3 separate regions of the Mus musculus genome follow, and all the other regions are linked to region 1. A link is a contact called in public Hi-C and promoter capture Hi-C data. All regions are on one chromosome and are shown on one strand. Each heading gives the region's core, a stretch centred on a gene start, on an enhancer-like site or on the middle of the called end of the contact. The rest is flanking DNA. Distances are from core to core; before and after follow the strand shown. Region 1 holds the start of Adra1b (adrenergic receptor, alpha 1b). Region 2 has its middle 19 kb from the start of Ttc1. Region 3 has its middle 18 kb from the start of Gm12153.

The links. Promoter capture Hi-C pulls out the DNA fragments that hold promoters and counts their contacts. Hi-C and Micro-C count contacts between places; a contact is called where the count stands out from the background.
Region 2: a Hi-C map of embryonic fibroblasts shows a contact between it and region 1, with 6 times the contacts expected there. The contact joins the enhancer-like site here to the promoter of Adra1b in region 1. A contact is called at or near these places in 26 of 484 Hi-C or Micro-C datasets (the C2C12 cell line, the HL-1 cell line, the MC3T3-E1 cell line and 17 more) and 3 of 115 datasets of contacts at active chromatin or transcription factors (VIP interneurons, cardiomyocytes and heart atrium).
Region 3: a promoter capture Hi-C map of the SN4741 cell line shows a contact between it and region 1, with 3 times the contacts expected there. The contact joins the enhancer-like site here to the promoter of Adra1b in region 1. A contact is called at or near these places in 1 of 39 promoter capture datasets (the SN4741 cell line), 1 of 15 datasets of contacts at CTCF or cohesin (the NIH/3T3 cell line), 3 of 484 Hi-C or Micro-C datasets (embryonic fibroblasts, nephron progenitors and reprogramming fibroblasts), 2 of 115 datasets of contacts at active chromatin or transcription factors (both in embryonic stem cells) and 2 of 9 other capture datasets (adipose tissue and pancreatic islet).

Annotation. Positions count from the first base shown.
Region 1 is chr11:43,835,127-43,837,826 of GRCm38.p6, forward strand. It overlaps Adra1b (adrenergic receptor, alpha 1b), which reads right to left and starts at 1,363. Exons shown (of 2, transcript NM_007416.4): 1 at 14-1,363. The coding sequence starts at 962.
Region 2 is chr11:43,765,667-43,768,366 of GRCm38.p6, forward strand. No RefSeq gene overlaps it. Among named protein-coding and RNA genes, the nearest start is that of Ttc1, 19 kb to the left of the region's middle. Within about 2 kb of position 1,350, at least 88 of the 459 cell types and tissues checked have an H3K27ac peak or open chromatin away from gene starts, as enhancers often do. A contact at or near this core is called in the C2C12 cell line, VIP interneurons, embryonic fibroblasts and 1 more, where this site is marked.
Region 3 is chr11:43,939,243-43,941,942 of GRCm38.p6, forward strand. No RefSeq gene overlaps it. Among named protein-coding and RNA genes, the nearest start is that of Gm12153, 18 kb to the right of the region's middle. Within about 2 kb of position 1,414, at least 8 of the 459 cell types and tissues checked have an H3K27ac peak or open chromatin away from gene starts, as enhancers often do. A contact at or near this core is called in the SN4741 cell line, where this site is marked.

The sequences.
Region 1 (2,700 bases), core at 113-2,612:
GCCCCCAACTTACCAAGTGGGAGAGCGATGAAGAAGGGGAGCCAACATAAGATGAACATTCCGACTACAATGCCCAAGGTTTTGGCTGCTTTCTTTTCCCTGGAGAACTTAAAAAGTTTGACAGCTATGGAACTCCTGGGGTTGTGGCCCTTGGCCTTGGTACTGCTGAGGGTGTCCTCATGAAAGTTCTTAGAGTGGATTCTCAGGGTCAGCTCTTTGGAGTTGGACATTTCCTTCATGACTCCCGCCTCCAGATTCTTGGTGGTCCTCTTGGCCACGATGTAGACTCGGCAGTACATGACCAGGATGACCGCCAGTGGGATGTAGAAGGAGCCCAGGGAGGAAAAGAGGGCGTAGAAGGGTTCTTCTGTGACCCCACATTCTTTGTCGTCATTGGGCGCAGGTTCTTTCCATCCAAGGAGAGGCCCGATGGAGATGACCGTGGACAAGACCCACACACTGAGGAGCGCCAAGATGGCCTTCCTGCGGGTGACCAGCGTGGGGTACTGCAGAGAGTATCGCACCCCAATGTAGCGGTCAATGGAGATGGCACATAGGCTCAGGATGGAGGCCGTGCAACACAGGACATCAACCGCTGCCCAGATGTCACAGAAGATGCGCCCCAGCACCCAGTAGCCGAGCACTTCCAGGGTAGCGGAGAAGGGCAGGACTGTGAAGCTCAACAGCAGGTCAGCAATGGCCAGGTTGACAATGAAGTAGTTGGTGGGCGTCCGCAGGTGCCGGTTGCAGGCCACCGACAGGATGACCAAGATGTTGCCCACGATGGCAAAGAGGATGAAGGCGCCCAGCACCAGGCCCACAGAGATGGCCCTGGTGACGTCCAGCTGGGGCAGTGTGGAGTTGCTCGAGGTCTGGTTGGGGCCAGTGAAGTTGGCATCTTTCAACTCTCCCCAGTGGGCAGGTGCTGATGTGTTGTGGCCGGTGTCCAGATCGGGATTCATTTTAAAGTCCGCCCTCCATAGCCAGGGAGGAGATTGGGCTCGGAAGGGCTGCGACCAAAGCTCCTCAGCTGCCCTGAAACTTTGCTCCCTCCGTGGTCTTCTTTCCAGAGGCGTCCTCCTGGCGAGAAGTCATCTCCCCCGGGCAGCCTAGCCCGGCAGCACGTCGCCTGCCTGCACCCAGCGGCTCGCTCGCCTGTCAGAGGGAGGAGGAGGAGAGAGGGGACGAGGCGGCAGCTCCAAGTTTAATGGTCCACGTCAGGCGCGCCTGGCCGGGCTGGCGCGGGAGCGCGGGGAGGAGCGGGCGCCGGGCCGGGGGTGCCCGGCTGTGCCCGGCCCGCGGCGGGTCTACGGACCGCGGTGCCTTCTCCGCCCAGCGATCGCGAGGAGGGTCTGCTTTCAATGAGCCGCCTCTGGGCTGACTGCACGGCGGTGACATCAGGCGGGGAAGCCCGGGCGCCCTGACTCTGTGCGGCACTAGGGGGCAATGCGGGTCCAGCCAAGGAGCGCAGCCCCGACGCCAGCGCCAGCCTAGTCGGCTTGGAGACCTGCCGCGCCCGGCACCGCTCCCTCTGCGGGGATGGGGCGGGGAGCAGAGCAGGGGATCCGGGTGTGGGCATCCCGGTTCATACACCCCAGGGGGCCCGCTGGGATTATTTTTTCCCCCTGTTCACGCTTCAGTTAAAAGGTAGGGTGGGGATGCTTACCTCTAATGGGGGCTCCTGGAGTCAAGCCATGGGTTCAGAGAGATGTGCAACTTCTACACAACTGGCTTCTACAAAAGGAAGAAAATCCCTGCGTTAGGCAGGTGACAGAGACTTGAGTCACATCTGAGACCAGGCGTATACTTTAGTTCCCCCTTGCAACCTCTTTGGCCTTGATAAAACCTAGAAACTTCTGTTGCTCATTCATTCGTTCAGTTATTCCCTGCACACATTCCTTCAGTGGATTGTTAATGTCCACCTCCAGGCAGTGGCTCCATTCTAGGCACTGTTCTCCAACAGTTAGAAGGGTACCCAGATTCCTGACCGGCAAGTGGAAGCTTATCAAACAAGCAAAATCTGAAGCGAGACATCTAATGACAGGAGTTTAGGAGAAGATTAATTGAGGACAGAGAAATGCAACCAGGGTATGGAAGAATATGAATTGGATTTTTTTTTTTAATGACAGAGTATGATGTAGCTCAGGTTGCCCTCCAGCTCACTGTATAACACAAGAATACCTTTGAACTCTTGATTTTCCTATGGCCACCTCCTGAGTGCTGGAATTACAAGCATGTACCGCCGTGGTTGGTTTATTTGATACTGGGGATGGAATTCAGGGCTTCGTGCATTCTAGGCAAGCACATACTCTACCAAGTGAGCAGCATCTCTAGGCTGAACTTGACATTTTAAGAAGGGGCTTGGGGTTGTCACTAAAGAGATAGTTGAGGGAGGGAGGGAAGGAGGGAGGAGGGAGGGAGGGAAGGAGGGAAGGAGGGAAGGAGGGAAGGAGGGAGGAAGGGAGGGAAGGGTGAGAGGGAGCTAGTTGTATCTCTGGGAGTAGAGAGTGAGGACTGATTGCCAAATCCTGGGGAAGGGACTTGGGGGGGGGGGTCTTGCCTGTTGGCTCTTTTCTTGTATTGCCTTGTATACATGTAGGCTATTAGGCTACAAACCCTATTTCCAGAGGTGGGTAATTACAAAAAGGAAGAAGAAAAAAGTCAAACCAGGGAAGAATTTTCTTGTTTGTTTGTTTGTTT
Region 2 (2,700 bases), core at 100-2,599, 69 kb before region 1:
CACACACGGAGAGTTAGCATTTTCTCAATTCAACAATCAATGTGAATATCTTTCTTCCTGCACAGTTGGACCACTGCCAAGCTTCTGACCTTTTTAATGTCCACGTACAACCTGAACTTCACCATCCTTTGGAAGGCACACAGACTGAACCTGATGCTTCTATCTCAGCACTTTGGAAAGAGGGGGAAAGACACGATCTTCCTCTGAATGTGAGAAAATGTATTGAAATGCCTTACGTAGTTTTTGCTTCAATTAGAAGTCCCAAAAGGATCAAACATCTTGGCAGCTGATGCTCCATTGATGGATGCTAAAAGGAAAAGTTCTGTTTTCTTTTTAAATTAAAAGCACTTATGTGCAAATAAAAAGTATCAGCCAAAAATAAAGGTATTAATAAATTACACTTTGTCAGAATTAAATATTCCTGCATTTTAAAGGACATAATTAAGGAATTCAAATACACGGTATCAACTAAGAGAAAAGAACATATACATAAAAGGAGTTGCATGTTATGGAAATAAAAAGAAATCTTTAAAAAATGATTGGATGTGTGCACTTGAGTTTGGGTACTTGTAGAGGCCAAGAGAGGTTGTCAGACATGAATGCTTGGAATTGAATCTAGGTTGTCTGAAAGAGCAGCAAGTGCTCCCAACAGCTGAAATATTTCTCCAGTTCCAGAAATAAGGAAACCTAACATCTCAGCTTGAAATAATATATCTTGCTAAGATGAAAATATCTATTAAAAATGAGCAGACTTGAACACACCATCAAAAAATGTATGGAGGGCAAATAAGCAGATAAGACATTTGACGGTACTAGTCATTAGGGAAATGCAAATTCAAGCCACAGGAAGAGTACCACCAACCTGTTAGAATGACTACAATTAAAGCCGACTAATGCTCTCGGAGCTGGTGAGGAAGCAGAGTAACTGGCTGTCTTATGCCTCGTTGGCAGGAAAGCAAAGTGGCCAGGCAATATTAGAAACAGCCAGGCAAAATCTGGAAAGTTGAATATGCATCTGCCAGATACCCTGGCAATATTGCTCAAGAGACTTTGTGTGTGTGTGTGTGTATGTGTGTGTGTGTATCTACAATTCATAGCATTATTAGTCAGACTCAGGAAAACTACCTCTTTTCCAGAAAAATATCCCACTCTGAGTAGTATTTGGAGGGTTCCTAGACTTGTTGAAGCTAACACACAGATCCCAAGTTAAGTACCCTTAACCTAGGATTCCAGAACATTTCCCCAACTGAGAGTCAAGGGAAGAGCTGCAGAGAAGATCCAAGCTGAATTGCAGAGCAACGTTTCATTCGCGTTGCTTACTCGTATTGGACAGCAGATGGCGCGCCCGCCTGCCTGAACGCCGGGCAGGTTGCACTCTAAGAACGCGGTGGCGCGCGAGGGGGCGTGGCGCAGTGCCTCTCACCACCTCGTCCGAGAAACAGCTTCCAAGTGTGCGTGGAGGAAGGACGCCAGATTGCAGGTGGCTAGGAGCAGCCCCGGGGGGCCCCCCTCTGTATTCCTTCCTAGCGTTGAGCTGTAGATGCGGCGTAGCGGTGGAGAGATGCGCGTCCCTCAGGGTGCTTGGATGCGGTGTGCGAGCAGAGCTCTTGGCAGTAAGCACAAACCACAGAAACCTGACTGCAAATACTTCCACATGCAAAGGAGGAAACCGAAACCTTCCTGCGTCATTTAAAAGGAACGAAAGCTGGAGATGTAGTTCAGTGGTAAACTCTTGTCTAGCTTACGTGAGTGAGGGCTAGGTTCAATTCTCTGTACTGGCAAATTCAAATAAAATAAAACCAAACGAAAAGCATCCAAACAACTCTGTTTTTTTTTTTTTTTTTTAACCTTCTTATAGAGCGGTCTTTCCCCTGCACACTAGACTTCTTCCTTATTGTGGGCAGTGTGGTACAGGTAAACTAAGAGAAGCTTGACTGAAGACGCGTAGGGCTTGTTTTCTCAGCTGCTATCCTTGGCTCATCCAAGCAGGAGGGTAGAAGTTAGAGCCTGAAAAGCAGAGAGACGCTCAGCCTGGGCAGAGAAGAAGAGACCCCTCGAACTTAGTACTGGGGAAAGTGAGTCCCAGAAGGCAGTAGGCATTGTAAGGTTACTCAATTGGTTGACATGTATATCCCTCCGAATAAGGATGAAGGTGTCTGGTGTGCAGGCAAAACAGTGTTTTGTAGGGGGATCAGGGTTTCTAAAAGCCAGTTGTTTTCATGGGGTCATAAATTAGCCCAGCTCCTAAAGCAATGATGCTTTGCAGCAAGGGTTCTCAACCCGTGGGTCGCGACCCGTCTCGAGAGTTTGACTAACGTTTTCACAGCGGTTACATATCCAGATATCCTATCCTGCGTATCAGATATTTACATCACGATTCATACCAGCAGCAAGATTACAGTTATGAAGTAGCAACGAAAGTAATTTTATGCTTGGGCTCATCATAAAGCAAAAAACTGTATTAAGGGATTCCAGCCTGAGAAAGGTTGAGAAACACTACTCTAGCGCATTGCTTCTCAGCAGCCTGCCTGTGATTTCAGCACCAGGGAGAGGCAGAGGCAGGAGGATCACCTTGGCGTTCAAGGCTAACTTGGGTGAGTTCCAGGTCCACTTGTGCTAAAGTGTAATGCCCTGTTTCTGGTGGGGAAAAAGAAAAGATTCTGGCTCATGATCAACTGTGCCTCAAGAAGAAGGATGTGC
Region 3 (2,700 bases), core at 164-2,663, 100 kb after region 1:
AGGCAATTAAAAAGGAAGAAGGAAAGGAAGGAAGGAAGAAAGAAAAGAATGACAGTTGATTTTATAACCTTCCAGTATTGTCAAAGCCGCTTTAAAAGATCTCCATTGATATACACCCATTTAAACAGAAGTGACCAGTATCATGTTGTAGATGATGGGTGGAAGTGCTGAAGATGCTGGGCTATCAGCTTGGATGCTACAACTGTGTCAAAGGAATTTTGTGAGCAGAAAAATATAGATATAGATATAGATTAGATATAGATATAGATATAGATGTAGATGTAGATATAGATATATGATATAGATATATGATATAGAAAGATGATGGTGTTACCTATAACCAGAGATGAAGGACCACCTTCACACCTAAAATGTGATGGCAGTAACACAAGAAGCTGCGTTCTTCGAGTTCTATGCTCCAAGTCTGTGTCTCCATTGTCACTGAAAAGAAAGGCCCAGACACAGTGGTGTATATTCATTCAGCAAAGATGATCCACACTGCCTGAGAGTGCTGGGGGAGTTTCAAGAAGAAGCTAGGTAAGACCCTGGCCTCATGGAGAGTTTGCCCTTTAAGAACAACGACAGAGCTTAGCAAATTTACATGCATTATTATAATTTCATTGGTGGTGTTCATTTTCTGTTGTTGTTGAAAAAATAATTGCCATGAACCTCTTGGCCCAGCATGACTCAAATTCATTATCTTATAGATCTGAGAACCGGCAGCATGGTGTGGGTGTCACTAGGTTCAAATCAAAGTGCCAGTGGAGTTGTGTCCCTTCTAGGGACACAGATTCTAGGAACTTCTCACATCCCTAAGCTCATGCCTTCTCACATCACTGAGACTTCTGTTTCAACTGCGACAGCACCACTGACCCTCTGTTTCCCTCTGATAAAGACACCCTGGTCCGCAGTGTAGTTAAGCATCGTGTCCTTGGCTCAAACATACTCAGGACTTAAACACTCTGCAAATTCTCTTTCAGATACCCTCAAACCCACAGGATCTAGGGATTAGGGTGTGGACCTCTCTGGGAGCCCAGAATGCAGGCTGCCATTGGCAAAGACGGTCTAAAGTAAAGCAATGTAAGGTTGAGTCAGGCCATTGCTGAGCAGAAGGTACCTAAGGAGAGTATGTTAACTACTTTTCTCATTGCTGTAGTCAAGTAGTCAAGAAAAGAGTCTGGGGGCGGGGCAGGATTTATTCTGGCTTACAGTTGGAGAGGATCATTCCATCCTGGGGTGTGTGTGTGTGTGGGGGAAGACATGGCTCAGGAGTAGGAGGCTGGCTGTTTATAATCTATCTATAGTCAGGAAACAGTGAATAGGAAGTGGAGCCAGACTTTTAAACCTCTGTGCCCATCACAGTGACTCACCTTCTTCAACAAGACTCCACCTCCTAAAGATTCTACAACTTCCCCAAATATAATAATCAGAGAAACAGCACAGAAACAATTATACAAACACATGAGTTGATTCAGAGGTAGGGGGAAGGCATTTCACAATCAAACCGCAATAGAGCATCATCGTGTGGTTGGTTTTCCACTTGACGGATTCTGAATGAGGCTATCAAGGGCTTGAGGACATAATTTGAAAAGAAAAGGAGCCAAAGGCAGAGAGTACTGCCTCTTCTACCAGGTAGAGGTCAGGTCAGACCTGAAAATGAGGAGCAAAGAGGTAACAGAAACAACAGGAGTGGGGAGGTCCCAGATGTGTGTGAAGCTCACATTAGAGGAAGTAAGAACTCTGGGAGCTGAGTGCCAGCCACCCACTAGTGTTCACATTTAAGGCCAGGTTCCCTGTGACCGAAGCTTAGCTGTGGTCCACAGTTAGTGCTCTGTGAGTGTCCCTGTACCTTGAAAGGGACAGTGTGTGGGAGCCTCCCTGCTGTAGGCCACAGGGCCTACTCGCTTTGGAGAAACTACCCAGAAAATTTGATTCTTTGGTCGTTCTTCCTTTTCATCCAGATGACAGTTTTCTCCCATTCACTCCTTGTTTTGATTTTCACTTTCCTTCCATCCTAACAAGCTATTGCTGAATCCTTCCCTTCCAGTGGAAATTCCTAGAAAATATTAATGTGTTATATATGAAGGTTCCAAGGGTGTGGTGTGTTTGGCTAAGAAAACAGAGCTTTGTGGACTCATGAGCAATCTCAAAAGAAATATTCTTCTTTCCCTGATGTTTGTTCCTCAACTGGAAAACCACCTATTTTTCTACCACCCTACTCAGCTTTATAGTCTCTTAAGTTCACCATCCCTTCCCTTTGGTTTGAACGACAGATACTTATCTCTATAGAAGAATCACTATGCTCAGAAATTTGCTTCATATAGGTACATTATAGAGCACAGAGTAGCAAGAAGCAGGTTGTCATGGGTTTGCCCATTGTCAGTGGACTGAGTGACACACATGCCCTGGCTGTGTGGCCAGAAGGGGTTCCGTTCACTTAGCTGGAGGGCTCTCTTTTCTACGGCCGAAGGTAATCCTCAGATGATCCTGTCTGCTTCCCATCTCATCCCAGAGCAGATGTGAGTGGGGCGAAGGCTAAGGTGGTCATTCTAATACAGTTGGGGAACAGTGGGCAGATTTCACCATCACGACCATGGACCTTTGTGGAGCATCTGAACATTTTGTAATTTTCCTGAAACCTGTGTTTTTTACATTATTACTTTCTTCTTTTGTGTTCTCTCTGCCCCAGTGGTTTCCTAT